Linked DNA regions of Zea mays: region 2 is linked to region 1. A link is a contact called in public Hi-C data. All regions are on one chromosome and are shown on one strand. Each heading gives the region's core, a stretch centred on a gene start, on an enhancer-like site or on the middle of the called end of the contact. The rest is flanking DNA. Distances are from core to core; before and after follow the strand shown. Region 1 holds the start of LOC103637609 (Protein EXORDIUM-like 5). Region 2 holds the start of LOC100281041 (expansin-like 3).

What was found. Hi-C and Micro-C count contacts between places; a contact is called where the count stands out from the background.
Region 2: a contact with region 1 is called in a Hi-C map of leaf, with 4 times the contacts expected there. The contact joins the promoter of LOC100281041 here to the promoter of LOC103637609 in region 1. A contact is called at or near these places in 3 of 25 Hi-C or Micro-C datasets (ear, leaf and root tip).

What each region holds. Positions count from the first base shown.
Region 1 is chr1:85,656,904-85,663,409 of Zm-B73-REFERENCE-NAM-5.0, reverse strand. It overlaps LOC103637609 (Protein EXORDIUM-like 5), which reads right to left and starts at 4,959. Exons shown (of 1, transcript XM_008659833.4): 1 at 3,694-4,959. The coding sequence starts at 4,803. The coding sequence ends at 3,796.
Region 2 is chr1:85,908,448-85,915,112 of Zm-B73-REFERENCE-NAM-5.0, reverse strand. It overlaps LOC100281041 (expansin-like 3), which reads right to left and starts at 2,710. Exons shown (of 5, transcript NM_001153960.2): 1 at 2,275-2,710; 2 at 2,076-2,185; 3 at 1,769-1,950; 4 at 1,517-1,652; 5 at 954-1,321. The coding sequence starts at 2,425. The coding sequence ends at 1,073.

The DNA of each region.
Region 1 (6,506 bases), core at 3,710-6,209:
CTTTCTACCGCCGAAGCCGAGTACATTGCCGCAGGCCATTGTTGCGCGCAACTACTTTGGATGAGGCAAACCCTTAGGGACTATGGTTACAAATTAACCAAAGTTCCTCTCCTATGTGATAATGAGAGTGCAATCCGCATGGCGGATAATCCCGTTGAGCATAGTCGCACTAAACACATAGCCATTCGGTATCACTTTTTAAGGGATCACCAACAAAAGGGAGAAATCGAGATTTCTTACATTAATACTAAAGATCAATTAACGGATATCTTTACCAAGCCACTAGATGAACAAACTTTTAACAAACTTAGGCATGAGCTAAATATTCTTGATTCTAGGAACTTCTTTTGTTGATTTGCACACATAGCTCATTTATATACCTTTGATCATGTCTCTTTCACATGCTATGACTAATGTGTTTTCAAGTCTATTTCAAAACAAGTCATAGGTGTATTGAAAGGGAATTGGAGTCTTCGGCGAAGACAAAGGCTTCCACTCCATAACTCACTCTTCGCCATCACTCCGAGCAACTCTCCACTTTTGGGGGAGAAAACATGAGCACCAAGCAAAAGGACTCCATCTTTGGTATAATCTTCACTCATTTATTTATAACCAAAGGGGGAGAGAGTAATTCAAGGGCTCTAATGACTCCGTTTTTGGCGATTCATGCCAAAGGGGGAGAAAGTATTAGCCCAAAGCAAAAGGACCGCACCACCACCCAATTTTAAAAAGAGTTTTTCAATTAGTATGATCCTCAATTGATAAATTTCAAATTGGTATCTTATTGTGTTCAAAAGGGGGAGAAAGTAGTATTTCAAAATTGATACATCAAAACCCTCTTGAACACTAAGAGGAGAATCTTATCTAGGGGGAGTTTTGTGTAGTCAAAGGAAAGACATTTGAAACAGGGGGAGAAAATTTCAAATCTTGAAAATGCTTCGCAAAATCTTATTTATTTGCCTTTGACTATTTGCAAAAAGAACTTTGAAAAGATTTACAAAAGAATTTGCAAAAACAAAACATGTGGTGCAAGCGTGGTCCAAAATGTTAAAAATGAAGAAACAATCCATGCATATCTTATAAGTATTTATATTGGCTCAATTCCAAGCAACCTTTGCACTTACATTATGCAAACTAGTTCAATTATGCACTTCTATACTTGCTTTGGTTTGTGTTGGCATCAATCACCAAAAGGGGGAGATTGAAAGGGAATTAGGCTTACACCTATTTCCTAAATGATTTTGGTGGTTGAATTGCCCAACACAAATAAATTGGACTAACTAGTTTGCTCTAGTGTATAAGTTATACAGGTGCCAAAGGTTCACACTTAGCCAATAAAAAGACCAAGTATTGGGTTCAACAAAAGAGCAAAAGGTCAACCAAAGGCACCTCTGGTCTGGCGCACCGGACTGTCCGGTGTGCACCGGACAGTGTCCGGTGCACCAGAGGACTCCAACTCAAACCCGTCACCTTCGGGAAAATCCAGAGGCGTCTCCGCTATAATTCACCGGACTGTCCGGTGTACACCGGACAGTGTCCGGTGCTCCAAGGAAGGGCGTCTCAGGAACTCGCCGGCTTCGGGAAATCGCAACGGCTGCTCCGCTATAATTCACCGGACATGTCCGGTGTACACCGGACTGTCCGGTGTAACTGCGGGGCAACGGCTACTTCGCACCAACGGTCACCTGCAACAGCAATTAATGCGCGCCAGAGTGCGCAGAAGTCAGGCACGCCCATGCTGGCGCACCGGACACTCTACAGTGCATGTCCGGTGCGCCACCGGACATCCAGGCGGGCCCAGAAGACAGAGCTCCAACGGTCGGAACCCAACGGCTTTGGTGACGTGGCTGGCGCACCGGACATGTCCGGTGTGCACCGGACTGTCCGGTGCACCATACGACAGTCAGCCCCACCAAACGGCTAGTTTGGTGGTTGGGGCTATAAATACCCCCAACCACCCACCATTCATTGCATCCAAGTTTTCACACTTTCAACCACTTACAAGAGCTAGGCATTCAATTCTAGACACACTCAAGAGATCAAATCTTCTCCCAAATTCCACACAACGCCCTAGTGCTTAGAGAGAGAGATTTGCTTGTGTTCTTTCGAGCTCTTGCGCTTGGATTGCTTTCTTCTTTCTTGATTCTTTATTGCGATCAAACTCATTTGTAATTGAGGCAAGAGACACCAATCTTGTGGTGGTCCTTGTGGGAACTTTGTGTTCCAAGCATTTGAGAAGAGAAAGCTCACTCGGTCCGAGGGACCGTTTGAGAGAGGGAAATGGTTGAAAGAGACCCGGTCTTTGTGACCACCTCAACGGGGAGTAGGTTTGCGAGAACCGAACCTCGGTAAAACAAATCCGCGTGTCACACTCTTTATTTGCTTGCGATTTGTTTTGCGCCCTCTCTCGCGGAGTCGATTATATTTCTAACGCTAACCCGGCTTGTAGTTGTGACTATTTTTGAGAATTTCAGTTTCGCCCTATTCACCCCCCTCTAGGCGACTTTCACATATCTATGAGATTACTGGGGAAGGATACAATTTGTACTAAGGATGAAAGTCCGAGCGGCATCATTACTGGTTTTGTCTGTATCTCCCCCTACACCGACATTCTGCCTTCGCAGCATGTCTGGTGGTTTCTCCCTTATATGTGTACAGGGTCATAGGTCTTCTAGGGACTCGCTGGTTTCTCCCTTATCTATGTACATGGTCATAGGGCTTCTAGGGACTCACGCCTAGAATTCACAGGTCGTGAGTGGAGGAAAGACCGATACATGTGGCATCTCGCCGACTGGCATAGTTAATGAGGCGAACACAAAGCTCACGGTGCGGTGAGTCTAATGGATACACAAAATCTACTTGACTGTGTTTCCACCGATTTGGCTGACCCCTTCTGCCTGTCTCCATCTCGCTTGTTCACTTGGCTCGATGCGGGGTCACATGTGGGTGCAGTAGATTCTTAATTGACATGTAACGAACAAACTGTCTGTTCATTGACTCGTGGCCCTTAAGGACTCGGGGATCCGAACACATCATTCGTCTGTTCGCTTGGCTTTAATTCGTACCGGCTTCTATTACTTTTACAATATTTTATCTTTATGGATTACAGCTGAAACAGTCTGAACAACTGGCTTTAATCCAAAACGAACAGTTTGAATATCATATCAGAATGATTATACTTTATATAAGTTTAGAAGTAGTAGTTGAAAGAAAAACTATACCTTTGTCTTATATGATGTATTATTAGATATAGTTTGCCTCCAATCTCTCTAGTAACTATCTTGTTTTCTCCATTCTCTATAGTATTTTTCTCTTTTTGGTACTTTACGTATTCTAGTATATCATATCAGGATGATTATACTTTATATAAGTTTAGAAGTAGTAGTTAAAAGAAAAACCGTGATTTTGTCGTATGTGATGTATTATTAGATATAGTTTCATATGCAAGCGTATCTTGAACGGTATTTGCCTACGGCTGTCCACTCCCAAGTAATACTAAGGTCTTGTTTAAAATCTCTGGAGCTAATAATCAATTAGCTAATAAATTATTTACTAGTTTGAGCTAGCTAACAATTAGTTAGATATTAGTTGAAATTGTTTGAAACCTCTTCAACTAATTTAGTAGTTAACCATTAACTTTCTATAACTGATTTAGCAGTTAACTATTAGCTCTGTAGATTCTAAAACAACTAATTATCATATAATAGTTTTTTATATATAATATAATATAAAGTAAAGCTGAGAATAATAAACTACTACTACATGGTAGTTACATGCTAGCAGTGGCCAATAAGCCTAGTCACTGGCATTGGGCCCCACGCACGCCTTAGCCTCTGGGCTCCACAGCCACTGCACCAAGAATTTCCTCCCCTTCCTCCCATTCACATTCCAGCTCCTCCCCTGCGCGTCCACCGACACCTTCCCGGCGTACCCGCCGCCGCCGCCCGTACCGTACACCCCCTCGCACAGGTCGGCGATCTCGGTGGGCGCCGTGGGGTCCTCCCCGGCGTACCACGCGTTGACGAGCGGGTTCGTGGCGAGCTCGGCCAGCTCGTGCGCGATGACGCTGACCATGCCGTCGACGCCCGCGTCGCCGTTGGGCGGCCGCAGCGCCGCCATGCCGCTCCGGGCCATGTACGACGACAGCGCGAACGGGTACGCGCAGACGTCGGCGCAGCGGCCGCCGCTGTGCCCGACCCACGCGTAGGGCAGCGTGTGGCCCACGAGCGACGGGAAGGTGAAGTAGTGGAAGCCGCATACGGCGCGGCAGAAGTCCTGGACGCCGACGCCGGGCGCCGTGAGAACAAGGTAGGCGCCGCCGCGGGTGTCGGCAGGGAGCCGGCCCGCGGCGACCGCAGAGGCGAGCACGCGCTGGATGTCGAGCCGGGAGAGCGAGCGGCCCAGCGAGGCCGACTCGTCGGCGGCTTCCCCGGCCAGGTCGACGCGGCAGGTGACGTTGGCGAGGGTCTGGTCGGCGTAGAGCGCGGCGGTGGCCCACCAGTCGGCGACGGAGGGGCGCGGCAGGGACGTGTCGGAGAGGGAGAGGAGGAAGTCGCGGACGGGGACCTGGTGCGCGGGGTCCCATCGGCCGTACCAGAGCACGTAGAGGCGGAGCGGCGCGGCGGAGAGGACGGGGCCCATGTGGTAGCGGAGGTCCACCAGGTTGGAGCTGCCCTCGTACTTCTTGGACGCGCCCACGAGAGCGTCGGCGCCGCGGCCGTGAGGGTACGGCGTGGCCGCCATCGCCGTGAGGAGAAGGCCAGGAAGCAGGAAGACGACGATGATGGCGGCGGCGAGCGCCATTTCGAACTGTTTGAGCGCGCGCGTGTTTACCGCGTGTGCGTGGTCGTGCTTGTGTGATTCAGTGATTGTGACGGTGAACGCTCATTCCGACCGTGAGTGAAGTGAGAGCAAGGAGCGGTGGGGTATTAAAGGGTGGTGGGCGAGTGAGGCAGCATGGCATGGCAGTGGCAGGGTTGTTGGCTTCCAACTGGCACCAATGGGATGCGGCCTGCGTGTGGGAGGCTGGGAGCTGGAGCCAGCTGCATGCATGATGCATGCAGTGCAACGGTGCTGTTGCTGAACGAGGCGTTGGCTGAGGCATGGCCGCATGGGGCCGCCGATTTGAAAAAACCCGGAGCCAAAATTCGAAAAGTTCAAACATTTTTCGGCTGGTTGGCTGGGTGTGATACACGGTGCTAGCCCGACCGGATGTTCCGTCCCAATTCCAATTCGGCAATTACCAAACGGCGATGGCCGGCCGCCGGAAGGTTCACTGGGCAACTGAAGAATGCGCCTTGTTTTGTGAACCGGGTCCAGCTGGACGGCGCACTGTACACATGCCTAGCCTACAGGTTTTTTTTTGCCACTCACTGTATGGAGAGCGACGAAAAGAAAGAAGGGGCGTGACGGCGACGCGGCGTGCCCTTGAGTCTGATCCAGAGACCAGAGGTGTGGGACAGCGCCCGGTAGGGCACCCCATGGAATGGTGGTTGGCTGTGTTCATTGCTGAGTACGACAGTGTTAGTAGGCTACACTGCACTCACTGCGCGTCTGCAATGATTCCTTCGTGTCGCGCAGAGGGGCCACATCGCATGCATAGAGTCTATGCAGGAGAAGAGTGTTTGCTGAATTGATGAGCATCAGTACATATATAAATTACAATAACAGATTGGATCCTATTTCTATGGAGCCGTAGCGCGAAATGAGCCGCAAGTGTTGCTGAATACTCGGTCTGGCCGTTGGCCAGATTCCTATACAAGCGGAGCCGTTAGACCGTCCGCAACTGTGTCACCTAAATTCCCCCCTAAATGTTAAGCAATTGTTTTCTTTTAATATCCTTTTCAAATCTCCAATTCACAAGGGGTAGATCTATCGGACATACGCGAACACATACTTCACAAGCAATACATTTATCAAATTCAAAGTGTATTCACCCCCGGAAACGCTCCGATGTAATTGATTTTTCATAAGGGTAGTGAATCGTTATAGGTAAACAATTTGTGTGGGATAAGGTAATTATGAAACTTTGACCAATGTATCTTGCGGCGCGAGCCACGTCAGCAAGATTTGCTCCCCTATATTCACTCATTCCGCAATTGTTCCTCCTATAAATTTCCCTATATACCCCTCTACACATTAAATATATATTTCCAACATAACTAATATAACCAACTTTATTTTCTATTTTCTTTTATCCTTTTCACACGTCCGACATGTTGTCATGTTGTAAATTATTTTTTGTAAATAAATTTATTTTTTGTTTACAATTTATGCAGAACATACAAACAAAACAATTTAGTTAAAATTTAATTAGGAATTCCATACAAAACATCACAATTCTGCATCGTCAAAATTATTCTGAAACATTGCGACGTCAAAATTGAACCTAGCTTACGTTGGAAACAGACACCGAACATTCGTACGCAGGAAGCCACAGTTGGCTTGCACTGAAAGACACGAGCTTCACCCAGAAGCCACATTCACCTCCCCTATATATATATGCA
Region 2 (6,665 bases), core at 1,461-3,960, 250 kb before region 1:
CGCGGAGGCCGTGAGTGAAGCAGCGAGGAGGCGAACGGATGCCAAGATCTCTTTGTGAGTTCGTATGCCATTTGCCATGATCCAGGAGCGAGGCGGCAGGGAGGCGAACGAGGGCGAGGCAGCAGGCGAGCGGCCGCGGGCGTGGTTGGGTTGGCCCGCTCCGAACCGTGGGCCCAATCTAGGAGCGGATCGGATTCACGAACGGGTCGACCCGGCCCTGTTGCGGGCATAGACCTGATCATCATGGAACGAAGTGCAAGTCCAAGTCCAAGACGAGCCTTAAGCTTTTGTTACACCAGGCCTACCAGAACGGTTTCTCTGATCATACGGTCCAGACGAAACGAAAGCAAAATTGTGGCCCGGGAGCATCAAGGCCCATGTCGAAATCAAGGATTCTCTTGGTGATAATGGGACTGTGCTGTGGGAATCACTGACTGAACGGCCCCCACCTAATGGTCGGCAACTGCCGGTTACTCTCTGTGTTCCAGCGCCACCGATAGAGGAATCGACGGCAGCACTACACAAAGCGCTTTTGGAGATGTTAGGGCGCCGTTTTCTTTTGATCTGCCAAACATTTCTTTCCGTTTTGGCTGCGTGAGGCCTGTCTCTGACCTCACCTCCTCGTCACGACGACGGCGTCCGCCTGTTCGGTTCTGAACGAGTGGTTCCTGAGGGAGTTGACGACAAGAGCCACTCATCATGCATTGCACACAGCACAGAGCACACGCATCGTGCGCTCCAACTCCGGCGCACACACCCAATAAGGGCTTGTTCGGTTCTATCCCAATCCATATGGATTGAGGAGGATTGAGGAGGTTTCAATCCCTAATAAGTCAAAATCCCCTCCGATCCGTATCATTCCCCTCCGATCCATATGGATTGAAAATAACCGAACAAGCCCTAAATGGGGTCGAGCAACGCGGCCGAACCAACTTGCAACGGCACGTTTGTTTGATTTGGTTTGATTCGGCTCTCCGGCTCCGCTCATCATCATTTCATATCTTTCGTCCCATTCCCGACCAAAAAAAAAAACTGTACAATCTACTACAATCCAGCCCGTGCGCGCGTCACGTCACTGCCACTCGCGCGTGTCGCAGGGGTAGCACCCTTCCTGCGCGACGTCGGAGACCTGCACCCCGGCGTCGTAGACGCGGCCGGCCTCCCACCGGCGCGGCAGCACCTCCGACTCCGCCCACACCCACTTGCCGTCGTAGCCACCGGTCACCACCAGCCGGAACTGCAGCGGCCCCGGCGGCGCCTGCGCCGTGCTCCACGCCGGCCCGTGGTCCCGCGCCATGAACCGCCAGTTGGACGACCCCACCTGCCAAAAACCAACCACACGCACGCGAACGACGTCATGGAATGGAAGGCGACGGTGAATTCGAACCGTTGCTTGTTGCTGAGTGCAGACATCCCCCGCTTAAGAACCGATCTCGTCGGGGGGAAATACAAACAGCAGAGAAATGTCTCTGTTCGGTACTATACTTGCTAGTGTACTAGGAAGAAACTAGCTTACGGTGGCGACGTCGACGGCGACGATGTCGGTCTGGCCGCCCTGGTACAGGAACCTGATGGACAGGTTGCTTGGCGGCCGGCTCTTCTCCTCCACGCGTATCAACAGGTTGCGGTCCTTCGCGTACTCGCAGGGTACCCTGAGCGCAGTATTATACACAAAATCAATCTCTCGATCTTTCTCCCACCAGTAAAGAACTCTGCAGCATCGGCCCGCGGGACCGAAGCAGAGTGTTGTGTCGCTGCGCCCAAGTACCTCTTGTACTCGACGTCGACGACGCGCCGGTCCCTGAGGCGCGCGGCCTTGCCGGCACTGGCCATGGCCGCGTACGCCGCGGCGCTCAGCACCAGCGCCGTGCGGTTCGACGTCCGCGCCTGGTCCGTCACCACCACCTTGGCGCCGGCGGCGCTGCACAGCTCGCTGTCCCTGCACCGCACCTGCAAACAATGCCAGCCCTTGCTTACACACAATCCGAATCGGGCCAACCACGGGAACAGAGAAACCGCCGCTGGGCACGCGCTCCGGCCTAAAGGGAGGGAAAGGGAAGAAGCTAGCTACCTACCTGGAAGCAGGCGCCGCAGCCGACGCCGCCCCTGTACAGCTCGGGGCTGGCTGCGGCGAGCAGGCCGCCGTTGAGGGACGCGGCCAAGGAGCCGTACCCGCACGACCCGGCTGCGCAGTTGAGCAGCAACCGAAAGATGGATCAAATTCCACAGAAACAGACGAAAATCGTTTGAAACGCACAAGGCAGCGGTGCGTACCGTTGAGGGCGAGCGAGGAGGCCTGGTAGTAGGTGGCCTTGGACCGGCGCACGCAGCGGTCGCAGCCGTCAGCCGGAGACGGGGCCGCGGAGAAGACTAGGAGCAGGAGGACGAGGGGCAGGCACGCCGCGTCCCTCGTGACGACAGCCATGGACCGATCGAAGAAGCCTGGACGCAGCTCTGTTTACTAGTTATTACTTTGGGGAGAGGAGAGCGGAGGAGGAGGAGGAGGAGGGGACCGTTGCGCACAGCAGGAGCAGCGCCGGCTGGCTTTATGCGCCGCCTGCCTCCACGCGGGCGCCGCGAGGTTGTTGCCGCTGTGGTTTACTGGTTTCGGATTCTGGCGGCGGGGCGGGGCAGGGCAGAAGCTTGCTGGTGCCAGGCAGTAGCTAGACTGTGATACTTGGTGCTGCCCTCCAACAGGCCGCAGAATGTTTTGGACGCGTTTGGGAGGCGGCGAAGCGCGGCGCCGTGGGACGGGGGATATAGCGAGCGAAAAAAGAGAGGTTAGTTGGTTCTGGGCCTTAGGCTTAGGGGGGGGGGGGGGGGGGGGGGGGGGGGGGGGGGGGGGGGGGGGGGGGGGGGGGGGGGGGGGGGGGGGGGGGGGGGGGGGGCACCGACCTCCGGGACACGCGTGCCGCGGCTTGGAGGCGCGTCAGCGAGGATTCGGATGAACTCTTCGTCTGCCACATACCGTTTCCAGCACAGCCTGGCACGTGGGCGTTTGATGGTACGTAGTCCAGCAGCCTGGTGCTGATAGCTACTACTAATCCCGTTGCCGGACCGTTCATTATCGATGCAGTCCTTCTGCCTTTTTCCGCACTCGATTCCGGAGCGGCAGTAGCACTGCATCTTAATATGGAAAATGATTAAATGTTTGACAGCCGTATTCTAGTCTAGTGATGGCGCTCGCTGGAATTGAGGGGAAAAAAGAGAGAGAACAGAAAAAAAAAGGCAGGAGAGATAAGTGGGATTCGATTCGTGGGGATAAGCACGGGAGTGGCCGACGTGGCCGAGGATTAGTACGAGACGGGTGCGACCAAGGAGACAGGGCGTCAACGCTTATCGCGTGGCTCGGGGGGTGTGGGCACCACCGTCATCCGCTTCCTCTCGATCAGGGGCAGGCCGTGAAATGAAAGGCATGCGCGCCAGCGCCAAGCCTGCAACAGCTCTCGTCTCGTCGCACACGCTTCCCTTCTTCCGTCGCCCCTTTCAGTTTCGGACCGAAGGCTACATACAAGACACGCGTGTTTGTGTGCTTGCGAGTTTTTTTTTTTGGTGTGCCCGAAATCCTTTACGCTTGTATATGGATGGAGTTCACGGATAATCGGCCATCGCCTCCTCCATCTAATAAACCTATCCGTCCGTGGAAGATAGCACGAGTTAGGCCGTGGTGCCTAGTGGCCCTACAGTAGAGGATTGTGGATGGCGTAATCCGTGTTCTCTCAATCATGCTTGGCCCACCCCCGTCATCATAGTTTGGGGCCCCCCTTCCGAAATCTCATCTCCAAGGTGGCCAAACCCGGACCGTAGCACCCTGTATCTGTCTAACTGATGACACGACAATGCTAGAGCTCGTCGAGTTCTTTTTTTTAAATAAAAAATAATAATCGTCGCTTACAATACGGACTTCTAAAAAAAAAACTTTGAACATCATGAACATCGACACGTTTCCATATCCATACAAACCGTTTGGCGGTGAAGTAGTTGGTGCCCACGCTCTCCGTTTCGGACTCGCACAACGCAACAGCGGGATGGTACTCAACTACTCATTAATGTATCAGAGTACTATGCTTGCATCGCCGAGCTGCTGCAGGACCAGCAGGCAACCACCACCGAACACCGGGCGCGGGCGGTTCCTGAAACGTCGTTGACCTGCACGAGTCAGTCGGCCCTTTGAAAGAATGCGTTGACTTGACACCAACAAGCACACAGCAACCAACTGCCCCGCTCTGAACTGAAGCCATTTCACTGCATGATTGACAACACTTTATTTCGTCTCCGTTACCTCCGCGACCCGGCAGGCGGCAGTTGAGCTTCCAGGTTCCAACGCGGATACTGCTGCTCGCGGCGCCGCGCCGTGCCGTGCCTGCCGTTTTCTTTCTAGCAAATGCGTCGGCCGCAACTTTGCTGTGCGGCGCCGACGCGGCTGACGGCGACGCGTACCCTCTCGCGGCCGGTCCGTGCCGTGCCTTCGGCGCGCGAATGAGCATGACGGCTGGCCTGCCCCTTGGGCACCGCCCGTTTACGGCCCCCCGGCGCGCGGCACGTCTGCTGCAGAGCTTTCCTGTTGGCTCGCTGCATGAGCTGCAGCGCGGCAAGGGTGGGCAGTACAGTACGAGAGAGCCTCACGAAGGCGGGGGGCCGTGTCCTGTGGGTTGGCTTGGCAGCCGTGGTGGTCGCCACGTCCTCTCCGCTCCCTCGCCGGGTGGCTGTGTGCGTTCGCGTTGAAGGCAGGTAAAAAACCTTGTGCCACTGTGAGTGAGGTGCGGCAGGTAAAAACCTTCTATTGCGATGTGATGAGGGGTGTTGAGTACGGAGTGGTCAGCTTCACACGCCCAACCCTCAAATTGCGCGCGGTTCGCCCGCTAGTGTCCGATTTGACCGACCTCTGATTCGTATTGACATCCAGTTCGGCCGACCCTCTTCCATCTAACCGGTCCGTTTATCAAAACCGCGTGGAGCACGATTTTAGTTAACTACCGGTTTTTCCAAAGTTAGTTTAAAATTTAAATAAATTTAAAAATTTATAAAACGAAAACCGACGGTAAACTGTTTTTTTTACCGGTAAACCGTTATTTTGTAGGGTAAACTGTCAATTTTTTTTTTTGCCGGGAAACCGGATTTTATGCCAAGATTGAGTTCCAGTTTAGATATTTAGTGGCCAGTTTAGCCATATTAGTCATGTTTAATGTTATATGATATATGTGAAGATGTTATATGCTATATGTCAAGCTGATTTACTGTTATATGCTATTTTTTTCCCAGAGTTTAAGTGCTAGTTTAGTTCCAGCACCTTCAACATTGGACGAAGACTCACCTAACAGTGACACTCATCTTCCTAGCACGTTGTTTACATCACTTGTACACAAACAAGGAGACGCAGAGGGAGTGCAAGAATGGGTCGATGAAACATTTGGCGACACCCACCTTGGCAGGTGTCGGCGTTTCGACCCCGGGGGGGGGGGGGGGGGTCTCTGGACCGACGAGTAAAATTGTCGCTGCGTGCCCCAGCCTAGATGAGTTGGCGCGAGATGGAACAAAGGGGGGAGGGGACCGCGGCTCGTGTTATCCTGCGCCAGAGTGGGTGCGCTTGCAGTAGGGGTTACAAGGGAGTCCCGCGCGACCACCCTCCGTATGAGGGCCCTGGCCCTTCCTTTTATAGATGCAAGGAGAGGGTCCAGACGTACAATGGGGGTGTAGCAATATGCTAACGTGTCCGGCAGAGAGGAGCCAGAGCCCTATGTACATGCCAACGTGGCTGTCGGAGAGGTGCTAGAGCCCTGTGTACGCGGCGTCGTGGCCGTCGGAGGAGCGTTTGAGCCCTGTAGAAGCACAGCTGTCGGGGTTGTTGGGAGCTTGCTGACGTCTCCTTGCTTCCATAAGGGGCAGGGAGCCACCGTCTTCATGGATGCACGCGGGGAGCCATCATTACTTGTTACCGGGGCGAGCCTGGATGGGACGCCGGTCTTGTTCCCCCGTAGCCTGAGCTAGCTAGGGGTAGGGTAATGATGTACCCCTTGCGGCGTGGTCGGTCCGAGCCCAAGGTCGGGCGAGGCGGAGACTCCTCTTGAGGCCGAGGCCGGGGTCGGGCGAGGACGCGATTCCTCCCGAGGTCGAGGTTGAGGCCGGGTTCTGGGGTCGGGCGAGGCGGAGACCACCTTCCGAGGTCGAGGCCGAGCCCTAGGGTCGGGCAAGGCGGAGACCACCTTCCGAGGCCGAGCCCTAGGGTCGGGTGAGGTGGAGACTTCTCTTGAGGCCGAGGCCCAAGGTCGGGCGAGGCGGAGACTTCCTCCTGAGGCCGAGGCCCAAGGTTGGGCGAGGCGGAGCTTCCTGTGGCGCTTGAGGCTGGACCCAGCTGATGTCAGCCTCACCCTGGCGGGTGGCACAACAGTCGGAGAGGGGCGAGCGGCGCTGTTTTCCTGTCAGGTCAGTCAGTGGGAGGGCGAAGTGACTGCGGTCACTTCGACCTTGCCGACTGAGGCACGCATGTCAGGATAAGGCGCCAGGCGATCCTTGCATTGAATGCGCCTGCGATACGGTCGGTTGGTGAGGTGATTTGGCCAAGGTTGCTTCACAACGAAGCCTGCCCGAGCTAGACTTCGGACGAGTCGAGGGTGCGCCCGTTGCTTGAGGAGGCCCTCGGGCGAGGCGTGAATTCGCCTGGGACT